Linked DNA regions of Mus musculus: region 2 is linked to region 1. The links are chromatin contacts, called in public Hi-C maps. All regions are on one chromosome and are shown on one strand. The core of a region is the stretch at or near the end of the contact, and the rest is flanking DNA. Distances in the headings are between cores, read along the strand shown.

Evidence for each region. A called contact is a pair of places that touch in the nucleus more often than the background predicts.
Region 2: a Hi-C map of epidermal suprabasal cells shows a contact between it and region 1, with 4 times the contacts expected there. The contact joins two enhancer-like sites. A contact is called at or near these places in 1 of 484 Hi-C or Micro-C datasets (epidermal suprabasal cells) and 2 of 115 datasets of contacts at active chromatin or transcription factors (astrocytes and stem cell-derived neural progenitor cells).

What each region holds. Positions count from the first base shown.
Region 1 is chr7:72,494,662-72,500,604 of GRCm38.p6, forward strand. No RefSeq gene overlaps it. Among named protein-coding and RNA genes, the nearest start is that of Gm39035, 190 kb to the left of the region's middle. Within about 2 kb of position 2,815, at least 25 of the 459 cell types and tissues checked have an H3K27ac peak or open chromatin away from gene starts, as enhancers often do. A contact at or near this core is called in epidermal suprabasal cells, where this site is marked.
Region 2 is chr7:73,197,951-73,203,893 of GRCm38.p6, forward strand. It overlaps Gm30075 (predicted gene, 30075), which reads right to left. Exons shown (of 5, transcript NR_166609.1): 5 at 4,548-5,174. Among named protein-coding and RNA genes, the nearest start is that of Gm20083, 17 kb to the left of the region's middle. Within about 2 kb of position 2,196, at least 21 of the 459 cell types and tissues checked have an H3K27ac peak or open chromatin away from gene starts, as enhancers often do. A contact at or near this core is called in epidermal suprabasal cells, where this site is marked.

The DNA.
Region 1 (5,943 bases), core at 1,565-4,064:
CATTTGTCTGATGTGTAAGACTACTATGGTAGCTGTTTTCTGTTTTGTATTTATTTATTTGTACCAACCTGGTCAAGAATATTAGTTCCTTCATGTTACCTTGGTCCCCTCTAAGCCCAAGACAGCAGTGACTTCATAATGTTGCTGAATCCCAAGATACCCCACTGCTATTTGGAATCTGAGCTACTTCATCCCACCTGCTTCCAATATCTCTATGCTGAATGGTATTATTTTAGACTTCAACATGACTTTCTCAATGTTAAAACTAACATATGTAAAAATGGGTCAACTACTGTTGGGATAATTTTTGTAAACTCTAGAAGGGATAGTTTGACTCTAAAGTGAACTTCCCCCTAGGAACTAGGTACTCTTAAAGTGTGGCTCATCTCCATCTGAATGACCTGAAAGCATTAATTTTTAAAGTATCTATTTCTAGACTCATCTTTAACTGGCTAAGTCAGAATCCCCAAGGGTTGTGGTTGGGGAATCTCTTATGTCAGCCAACTGCCTGAGAGTCTTATAAAAAGTGATGTTGAAAGTCAAGGTCTTACCATATTTATCTTCTTAGAACTATTTTGGAAAGAGAAAAAGAAAAACAGTGTTTTTATTAAGTCATTCTGGTGACTGTTTCATGTCATTTATTTCGAGAAATACCATCTGTCAAATCAAGATGTTTAGATGTTGGTTAACTTTTAAAATGTTACACTTCATGGATATCACAGACATAAACTAAGTCCTGAGGGAAACTAAATATGTTGCACGTATCATGGAAGATGCCACAACCCACAAGACAGTGGTGAGATGAAACCCCAAACCTGGGGCAAACCCAAAGTTCATGCCTTTCTTTCTAGACCAATGGTGAGCAGATTTGATTTTATCATTCCCTAAAGGAAGTTAACCTATGTAAGAGGAAGCATGGATTTGCATTACATTTCCAGTAACAGTAGATCTCAGGTCATTATTTCACATACATATCACCTAACATTTCACAAAGCAAGAAACAGAGTGGTCTGATACTTAAATAGAATAATAGTCTCCCTTTAGCCCAGATTCTCCCAAGAAGCAGTGTTTGAGACAAGTCAAGACTCACATTTGGAGGCAAGCACTTTGTTTTTAGGAGTGAAGCTTAAAGGAAAGAGGAGGAAAGCGTGAAGAGAAAAGCCCATTCCAAGAGTGAGTGTGCTTTGAAGTGGTTTGTAATGAAGAGGCTGAGGCCAGACCACTGCAAAGATAGTTCAGCAGTGTGAAAAAATTAAGCACACTTCAGACCCATGTCCAAGTTAGACTGGAGATGAAACATGCAGCCCATAGTTGCTCAAGAGTACATTGACTTCCCTCACTCTGGGTGTATGTACAGGCAAAAGTGGCGGAACAATAGCAACCAATCTAGGCTGTGGTTGGGTGTATCATTGAGCTAGTCATGAGAATGAGACACCCGGTTGAGCTGAGATACACTGGCAACAGGTCCACCTGCGCATGGGAGGCTGCTCTATTCATCCCTTCTAGCAAACAGTGAGCTAAACATGAGGAACAGCCCGGGAAGTCGGATATGTCATTTCTTAAATTCTTTAATAATGAACACTATCAAAGCAAAGGACTGTGGGTTTTTTCAAGCTCATGAATTATAAATATTCTAACATGGTAGTTCTTTTTCCTTTTCCTTTTTTTTTTTTTAATCCTGACTCTGTTTATGCCTGCCCCATCTCGTCTCCTCCCAGCCTGATGTGAAACATTTGTCCCTTTGTGGATAACATCTAAAACTTGGAAAGTACCCACAAAATATAAAAGCAAGTTAAAATAAATACGCTATGATGCAAAATGACCCATTACAACTTTGCCTGGGCATTGTTTACTGGGTAACTGGAGAGAGTCTTGCTGGACATTGAGCAGATTACAGAGTTGCCATGGAAAGGTCTCTGAAGCAGGGTTGCTTTGATTTCAATTTGGTGATACCATAAGCTATAGCTGGAGCTGGCTGAGAAGTATAAGATGCGCCTCCTGTGCTTTCTTAACATATGCACCGTGAGTCATGTCTCCTGATGCTAGATGACCTCAGAGGTCCTTCTCTGGTCTAATTTTGCCTTCCTTCCTCAACTTCCTTCTGCCTCTTCCTTTCTTCCATTACTCTACTTTTCCATACATGGAAAGACAGAAGGAGCGTGTCTGGTATGTGTAAATAAATGTGTGTGTGTGTTACTGTTTTTCTTTCTTCTTTTGTTTTATTTCCTTCCTGTCTCCGTTTGTTTCTTTTAAATGTTCATGTTACAGGTTGAACTCAGTCTTGCATGTGCTAGTCCAACACTGCCACGGAGCAGCCCTCTCAGCCCCTAGTATAGCTGCGTTTTTTATTCACAAGCTCTGGCTGAGAACTGCTGGCATGAACTTGTGCTTTCAGCTCTGGGTTTTTACCTAGGCCTTGATCTTGGTGAGACCATAGACCCTGGAGTTTGTCAGCCTGGGTTTGTGTCCTGCCATTACCACTTATACACACTATCAATTTCCCTTATCATTATTGTGAAACCTAAATGAAGTAACGTATAGGAACGGCAGGGCATTGTATGAGAAACTGAAGATCCAATACACGATAAATCATTGTCCTGATTCAGTATTGTTCTCAATTTGCATTTTAATCTCATCCTTAGATGTTATCTAAGAGCTTAACAATAAATGCCAAGATGAGATTACTGGGAACACAGGAGCTGTAAATCAGTCTTGTCAGCCAGTTTGAAACTGATGCTCTTTGACCCATACTGCAATAGCTGAGTGTGCAGAGACTTGCAGACAGAAACAAGTCTGAGCAGGTGTTGTTAACAACAGATACGGGCAACAGAAGCAATCTTTAGAAGCCTGGAAGCAAAACCCTCAGACTTAGCACAGTCAGCAGCTCAAATCCAGGGAGCAAGATCGCCAGACAGGAATCATTCTTTACTGAATTTCTCAAAGTCAGACACACAGCAACAAGGGTGTGTGTGTGTGGCTTGTGTGTGTGGTATATGTGTTTGTGTGGTATGGGGGTGTGTTCGTGTGTGTGTGTTTGTGTATGTGTGTGTGTGTGTGTTTGTGTATGTGTGTGTATGTGTGTGTGTTTGTGTATGTGTATGTTTGTGTATGTGTGTGTGTTTGTGTATGTGTGTGTGTTTGTGTATGTGTGTGTTTGGGTATGTGTGTGTGTGAGTATGTGTGTGTGTTTGTGTATGTGTGTATATGTGTATATGTGTGTGTATGTTTGTATGTGTGTGTATGTGTGTGTGTGTTTGTGTATGTGTGTGAGTATGTGTTTGTGTTTGTGTATGTGTGTGAGTATGTGTTTTTGTTTGTGTGTATGTGTATGACTATGTATTTGTGTATGTGTGTGTATGTGTATATGTGTGTGTGTTTGTATGTGTGTGTGTATGTGTGTGTTTGTGTATGTATGTGTATGTATGTATATGTGTATGTGTGTGTTTGTGTATGTGTGTGTGTGTATGTGTATGTGTGTGTGTATGTGTGTGTGGTCTGTATGTGTATGTGTGTGTGTGTTTGTATATATGTATGTGTGTGTGTGTTTGTGTATGTGTGTGTGTTTGTGTATGTGTGTGAGTATGTGTGTGTGTATGTGTGTGAGTATGTGTTTGTGTATGTGTGTGTATGTGTATATGTGTGTGTTTGTATGTGTGTGTGTGTATGTGTGTGTGTATGTATGTGTATGTATGTATGTGTGTATGTGTGTGTGTATGTGTGTGTGTATGTGTGTGTGTGTGTGTGTATGTGTGTGTGGTGTGTATGTGTATGTGTGTGTGTGTTTGTGTATGTGTGTGTGTATGTGTATGTGTGTGTGTGTGTGTGTGTGTGTGTGTGTGTGTGTGTGTGTTTAAATAAGTGGTGTGGTGGTGGTGGTTGAGATCATACTCACTTCCCAGTCCTCCCAGGTTTGAAGAAGAAGAGGAGAAAGAAGAGGAAAAGGAAAAATGAGTTCTCTTTGTGTTGTCCACACACTCACTGGAGCATGGTCATACTCCCAGTGGCCAGCCCCTTAAAGAAAATGGAGTCCTTTCTCACCCGCACCCCTGCCAGAAGCCATCAACTGTGGAGAGCTACACTTTGACGTCCTTGTCACAAATTTTTAAGACTTCTCTTCTGTGGTTTCCTATGTAGGCTGTGTGGTGGGGGAGGGGTAGTGGTTGTCACAGAAGCCTTCTCTGTCCCTCTTTCTCAATTGTGAAAGAGAGACATAGAGCAAGCTTACCTGAACACAGACATCACAGTATTAAAGTCCAAATATAGGTACACGTACAGTTAAATCTGATTGGAAAGCTCCCCTCAGATCTGCTCTCGGCCAGGCCTATTTTATCCTCCCCAGCAGCCCAGGAAGCATTTCCTAACCAGCTTCTGCTCTCCCAATTCAAATCAATCCTGGCCAGAGCCACCACACACCCACTCCCTGGCCTGAGTCCACCCCCATTCCATGACTTTCTCTGTAGCAATTTCATAACCTGACATAAACCTCCTGTGTATTTATTTGTTGCTATGCATTTCATTACATGTCTCTGCATGAAAATGTGAAGTCTCTGAAAGCCAGGGTTCTGCCTTTCTTCTTTAAAGCTGTACTTCTGGTGCTCAGAGTAGTGACTGGGAAATGTAGAATGAATGATCAAAAATGGTTTGGAGTGAGTGAATAAATTATTGAGCTAGACTTGGGCTTGCATTTTCCTGCTCTATTAGCAAACTGTTAGAGTAACACATCCCCCTTCCATCTTCAGTAACTGTCATTGATTTACAAAACGTTTGTGTGTCTCATTATGAATCTAACTGGTTCCGCAATTTTCCTTTTCTACATATCACTGTTTTCCTAAAGTAAGTTCTGAGAATTCATGTCAGTGCTCTGTCTCCGGAAAGATATTGGCATATTATTAAACTGTACTTACTGTCCTAGAAATAAACTACTTAATACATTACATCTCTAGCAAAGGTTAATACTTCAGGACCCAGACTTTTGAGTCCTATGCTGCAGAGCATCTGATGGAGCTTCAGGAGACAGTAAAGACACACAGCAGAGATGGTGAAGGGCGGGGGGGTGGGGGTGGGGGTGGGGGCAGAGATTTCTTGTTGCCAAACTCTTCTGGTTCATTACTATCTCAGGTGTGCAGAGGACAGAGGACACCATTTGGGAATTGGTTCTTTCCTTCCACCATAGGCTCCCAGGGATAGACTCTAGATCATCAGGCAATCGTACTTACCCACTTACCCATCTTCCTTGCCTCTAAATCTCCTTTTGTTTGCACTTTTCTTTCTCTTCTTCTCTCTCCTTAACCACCATCGACATGAACAAACCTTCCTTCCTGAGTCAGAGTGACCCCTGGTGTTGTAAAGGCATGACACAAGTTGTGACTGGTTAAGCTTCTCTGGTTCTTACAAACTCACCTGCCAATAAACAGCGTGCAATTCTCTCATTCGGAAAACATATTTTAAGCATTTGCTGAATGACAAATAAAGCCGAAACCAAACCAAAACACCCACAACAACAGCCAAACCAACAGCCAGAATTGTTTCCCTCCCTTGTCAATATATACTTTATATTTCCATTGGTTTTGTTGGCTTGCTTGTTTCCTTTTGTTTTTGTTATTGTTGCTAGAGTCTGAGTCCTTAACTGTGGTCTAACCTTCTGCCCTGTCTAACCTGCACCCCCATTTTTCCATCAGGCTTGCTGCTCCAGGGAGTGCCACTCCCTTTGTAAATCTATGCTATCTGTTGATAGATAACTTGCTTTTCCCTCATCAGGAATCTAAGTGAACCCTTGACTTTGCACCCACCACTTCCCGGCCAAGCTGTGTTTAGCATTTTACTACGCATTAACTCTTCGCTGAGCATCATGAGAAATGTCCCTCATTATTTTGGAATATAACCCATTTGAACATCTAAATGCATTACTGAAAGCCACATGCTTTCCTGTGCCTGCACTTTGTA
Region 2 (5,943 bases), core at 946-3,445, 700 kb after region 1:
GCAGACACATCACTCTACTTCCACTGCAAAGGAAGGCCTTATCCATTCATTTCAACTGGAGTCTTCCATTCGATCATGGGTATGGAAGGGAAATGTTCGTCTTTCCCCATCCAATCAAATAACCCCAGGGAGATATGAACTTATTCCCACTGCAGTGTGCTGCTAAGTTATGAAGTCTTCCCTGGTGGAAGACTAGTGACTCATGTACCTACCTGGAAGTTCACCAGTGGCCCCACAGTGTGGAGGTGGGGTTTGACATAACAGGCCAGGTATGCTGAAATCTATCTAAGAGATTTGGCGCTGGAAGGAAACACTGGCAACACAGACTAAAACTGCAATAAAATAAACACTGCCTAGCCCTCTTCCCTGGCCTGCAGGAAATCGGGTTGCTCTTGATGAAAGTGGGGCAGACAGCCAAGTCGATCCTAGCACCCTGTGTAATGCCTCTCTGTATGTTTTCGTGCAGCTTTGCCCTGACCACAACACAAGGTTTGCTACCGGCAGACAATCCTTTTCTGTAAGTGACAGGGGACAGGGAGGTAGGCAAGGTGCCCGTGAGTGGAAGTAACCAAGATTCGAGGCCGTAGCAAAGAATTAAACCCCTCAGAGTCATGTGGGAGGCACGGAGGTCAAACTTTACTAAGTTTCCAGAGAATAAAGTAGAGGTTAATGTAATCCTAAACAGACTCTTCCCCCCTTCACTTTTATTCCAATGATGGCCAAATGGGGCTTGGGAAATGACTCTGTTTGCCTTGCAAGCACAGGAACCTGACTTCAACTCTCAGAAACCAGAAAAAGCCAGAAAGAGGTACCCAAGCATGCTGACCCAGCCCTGGGGAGGTGAAGGCTGGCAGAGCTCACCCACCTCTCTTCAGAGGAGATGCAACCCCGACTATTCCCACATGCCATTGTTGGGATGGGACATTAGAACACTATAGACGCCCCTTGTTCTCCCCCATGTGTTCTCTCCTTTAAGCTTCATGGTAAGAAGTCTCTGGTTATCCTGATCAAAAGCATCTGTGCCTACACTCCAATGATCACCCACGACACAGAAAAAGAAACCAAGGAGTAGTGGAAGTTAGACGGCATGCTGCCACCACACAGCTGGTCAACAGTAGAGCGAGGATTTGAGCCCAGGTCATCTGAAGCTCATAAGCACACTAGCTGCTATTTGTTTAAGTGTTGTTCTGGCTCTGAAGAGCCTGCAATGCCCTTGAGTATCTATACTGATATAATAGATACTAAATAGTGGACATCTTAAGCAAACAAGGCTTCTCGGTGGATTTGCCAGAGATCTTCAGGGCAGCACTGCCCAGAGGTAACTGGAGGTCATCTATGGACCTTATCCAGCTATGAATATGGTGTCATCTCTATTCTCTTTACACCAAGCATCTGAACAAGGTACACCCAACACACGAGTGTGGAGAACCAATCACAGCTACAGAGGAGATTATGTTTTGAAGTCTGTGGTCATTAGTATTAATTATTCCTGGACAAGCTCTAGAATCTCTAGGAGAAATGCCCCCAGGGCATGCCTATGGGCAGTTATCTTGATTAAGTTAACTGAGGCAGGAAGGCCAGCCCGCTGTGGGTGGCACTATTCCCTAGGCTGGGAACTCAGACTACATGAAAAGAAGAAAATGAGTCGATCACAGTCATTTATCATTCACTGTTTCTTGGCTGTGGATGTCACATGACCCCAGCATTCTGCAAAGTATAAGTCATCTCTTTGATGGACTGTAAACTGGAACAATAAGCTAAAATAAAACCTTCCTTCCTGAAGTTGCCTTTGTCACCATAATAAGAAAAGAAAAGAAAAGAAAAGAAAAGAAAAGAAAAGAAAAGAAAGGGAAAGAAGAGAAGAGAAAAGAAAAGAAAAGTCAAAATCCCAGTATGGGTTGGCAATCTTTACCTTGGAAGTCATATTTGATTCCATTCAAAGCATTGCCCATTGGTTCATGTGTTGCTAGGAGAATGGCGGGGCCTCTGACCATCAAAATGGCATAGAGCTTCCCAGCAGCAGCATTTCAGCTGGTGGTTCTCCTAAACTTAGACTTCTTTATCGCTTATACGATCTCATGGGTGGCAATGACTTCCAAAGGATGATTCAGACCTGGCATTGAGGAGCACAGCAAGCACATATCACAGCTGCCGTTTCTCCCAGCCACTGCCACCCACGAGGGCTTTCACAATGAGCCTGTTGCACCAGGAGCCAGGTGCAGCCAGCATTGTTTATCAGCAGGTGTTAGACAAGCCCATGGGAACCTCACTTTCCTGCCAGGCAGCAAAGGCCCTGGTTCCTGCTCTTCTTGGCTTTATAACCGAATGTCACGGCAGGGCTTTCCAAAGCCACAAAACCCACAGAAATAAACCAGGGTGGCAAATTTTGCCTCCCTTAGCAGTAGTACTCCTTGTTCAGTAGGTACTGTAATTGCTTTCACAAAGTAATGTTTGCTGTGAGCCAAGTCCCTAGACCACCACCAAAGAAGACACTCGAAAAGATCTCTGGCCTCAGTGTGAACTGCTGTAGATCCATCCATCTTCTCTGCCTGTATTCTTCATGAAACTGGGCACGACGTGTTCGTCTTTTCATTCTCAGGTATCTCTTACATGTTTGCCATGTCCGTACATACTTTTTGACACTCACCACTGTGCAGGGTATACCTTTATTGCCTTCGAAGTCCATGCCCATCCCTGAAGAGTTAGCAGTTCTTTCTTCATTGTTTTTAGTTTCCATTTTTAAACTCTAACTTTTTTTTATTGTTTCCTTTGATGGTGCTTTTTAAAAAATAATAATAATTCTTTTTCTGTTCACCAAAGTACTTCGTTTTCAATGTAGAAAATTTGAGAAATAGCAGGCACAGTGGTGCAGAGAGCTGAGACTACAGAGGCAGGCAGCTGTCTGTGAACTGGAGGGCAAACTGCTCTACACAGCAAGTTCCAGGACAGCAAGGTCTACACAGTGAGACCTTCTGTCAAAATTAATTAATTAATTAATTAATTAATTAATTTTGGGGAAAATATATACATAAATCCTATAACTTTGCCCTATGTAGCACTATTGGTGTTTTCCTATGCTTATTTGTAATGCTTTGTAATTTTATATATTTTAATCCAAATTATGACATATATTTGTACCCAAGTATAATATATACTTTCCTTATTTAACATTGTCTCTTAAGAATCTTAGTATCATTAAATAGTTTTTAAAAATGTTTTATTTGTTGGCTCCATAATATTTCATCTAAAAACCATGTGATGATTAACAACCTCCCAATTATTAGATCCACTTTGTTGTAAATGACTGGAATAAAAAACAGTGATGAGTAAATTTTTGCCTCCACACCAGTGTGTCTGATGCCGAACATGGAATAGGACAATGATGTGAACTTATTTGAGCTTTTTACCAAGTACTGCTCTCCAGAAGTTCAAAATCATTTTCAGTCCCTGGCAAGGTCTCCAGGAGGGGGGGGGGGGTTCCCTTTCTATCGTCGCTGCCCAAATCAAAAGCCTTTTCAGACCTTTGCTAATATACCAGGGCAGGAGGAGGGGTGACATTTTATTTTTAATTTGCATTTGCTTAATTACAAACATAGCAGAATATTTTTGCATTTCAATTACGACTCCATCTGGAGTTTATTTTGGTGTTTGAAGTGAGAAGAGGCTTTCATTTGAGTTCCCCTCCCCAAGAGCCGATGCCGTTTGGAAAGATGCATTGTGTGATGACCACTTGGTTGTCCACCGAGTTCTGGAAGGCAGACTATGGTCCAGCAGACCAGTCAGCCCCGCCACAAGTCCAGGAGGTTACTGTTTCGGTTTTGACAACTGGCCTTGAACTCACTATGTAGCTTGAAAATAGCCTCCCAAGTGCTGGGATTACAGGCATGTGCCACTATACCTGGTTTTATGTGATGCTTAGGAATCCAGCCCAGGGCTTCAAGCTTGCTCGGCAAGCACTCTACCAACTAAGCTACAGCCCCATCCCGACTATTTTATTAGTGTGCTCTTATACATTTCATAGCCAATAATTATTACTCCCATTGACTGTAGAATCGTTTTTATTTAGTGCTCTCTCCCTCTCTCTCTCTCTCTCTCTCTCTCTCACACACACACACACACACACACACACACACACACACACACACACACACATACACAATTACCCTGGGAATTTCAGACTAAGACTTATGAAGCTCATTAGCAGGCTTACATCATTGCATCCTGCAAGTGACATGTAGGATGTGTCCCATCATCTGAATCTCCCTTTGTATCTGTCAATAAAGTTTGGACATTTTTGTGTCAATGCTTCGAGGTATTGTGTGAGTTTTCTTGCTCATGTCATGGCATCCAACTCTTGCTTGGTCGCTTAGACGTGAGTGCTACTATTAGTGTGCTTGTCAGAATTACCTGTTAAATTCATACGTGAGCGAATTAAGTTTTACCGATTGGATTTCAGCACAGATCGGTTTAGCAATTCCTTGTGGGATTTAATAGTGTAAGTGATAGGAGATAAATCTCACACATTCAAAAAAAAAACTGTTCTCAAATTCAAATAAATCCCAGTTTTTAATTTAGTCTCAAGATCTGAAAGTTTGCATGCATATCTACATAGCATGCTTATTTATAACTTTCCAATTTGTGTTACAGTGAAAGCCTAAGATCAGGGCTGAGCCAGCTTTATGAACTTGGATATTTTTTTATTATTTTCTTCAGCAGAGAAACAAGCTTCTCTTTAAAATTTTAAAATAACTCACTAGAAATTGATCTGGCCCTGGTATACAATTTAGAATTAATCCTTTAACTATTTTTACTTTTCTTTCTTGTACATTAGTTTGCTAGAGGGATTATTACTTCAGAATAATTTCAAAGTTTCCAAAAAATACCCATTCCAGAGACATACTCCTTCCATCCATAGCATCTGCTCTTTTACAGATTAAACTGTACATCCAATCTACGGTCACAGTTGATCACTTTCTCATCTCTCTTTTTCTGTTGTTTTTTTCAAAAGTCAACCTATAAGCCAGCAGAGTGTATTAGTTGCTTCTCTGTAGCTATGATAAAACACCCTGACCAAAAGCCACCTCAGGAAGCAAGGGTTTGTTTTAGCTCACGGGTCCTGAGAGATGGGGTCCACGGTGGCAGATGGAGGCAAGGCAGAGGCTGGTGATACTGGCCTAGGTCAGGAAACACAAAGAGAACAGAAAGTGGGCAGAAGTGGGCCGAGGCTATGTGCCCTCAACGCCCTCTCTCACTGAAGTACTTCCTCCAGCAAGGCTGCACCTCCTCAGGGTTCTGTAACCTTCCTAAACAGCACCACCATCGGAGGCCAAGCATTCAAATGCTAGAGCCTCTGGGGGCCATTTTTCCTTCACCCCACCAGCCCTGGGTTTCTTTTGTATTCTAATGGAATGCTCTGCAGTTAGATTCTCCTTTCCTGTCTCTGAGGTATATTCTTGTCCTGTTTCTTGTTTTCTTGAACTACTTCATCTATTTTTATTCTTTTAGAGTTTCATACCTATATACAATGAAATGTGATCATACACATGCGCCATATATACAATAAAATATGATCATATACACACCCCATATATACAATGCAATATGATCATACACATGCACCATATATACAATGAAATATGATCATAATATGTCCCATATGTATAATGAAATATGATCATATACATGTTCCATATACACAATGAAATATGATCATACACATGCACTGTATATACAATGAAATATGATCATACACACTCCCCATTTCTATCCCTCCAAACCCTCCCATATCCTCTTCAGCACTTCCTCGTCTTACTCCATGTCTTCTGTTATGCTTTCTATGTTTGTCTGTTTGTTTTTATAAACCAGTAAGTCTAACTAGTACTGTTCATATTGCATCAGTGTGGGGCCATCCACTGGAGCATCAAAGCCTTCCTGTGACTATAG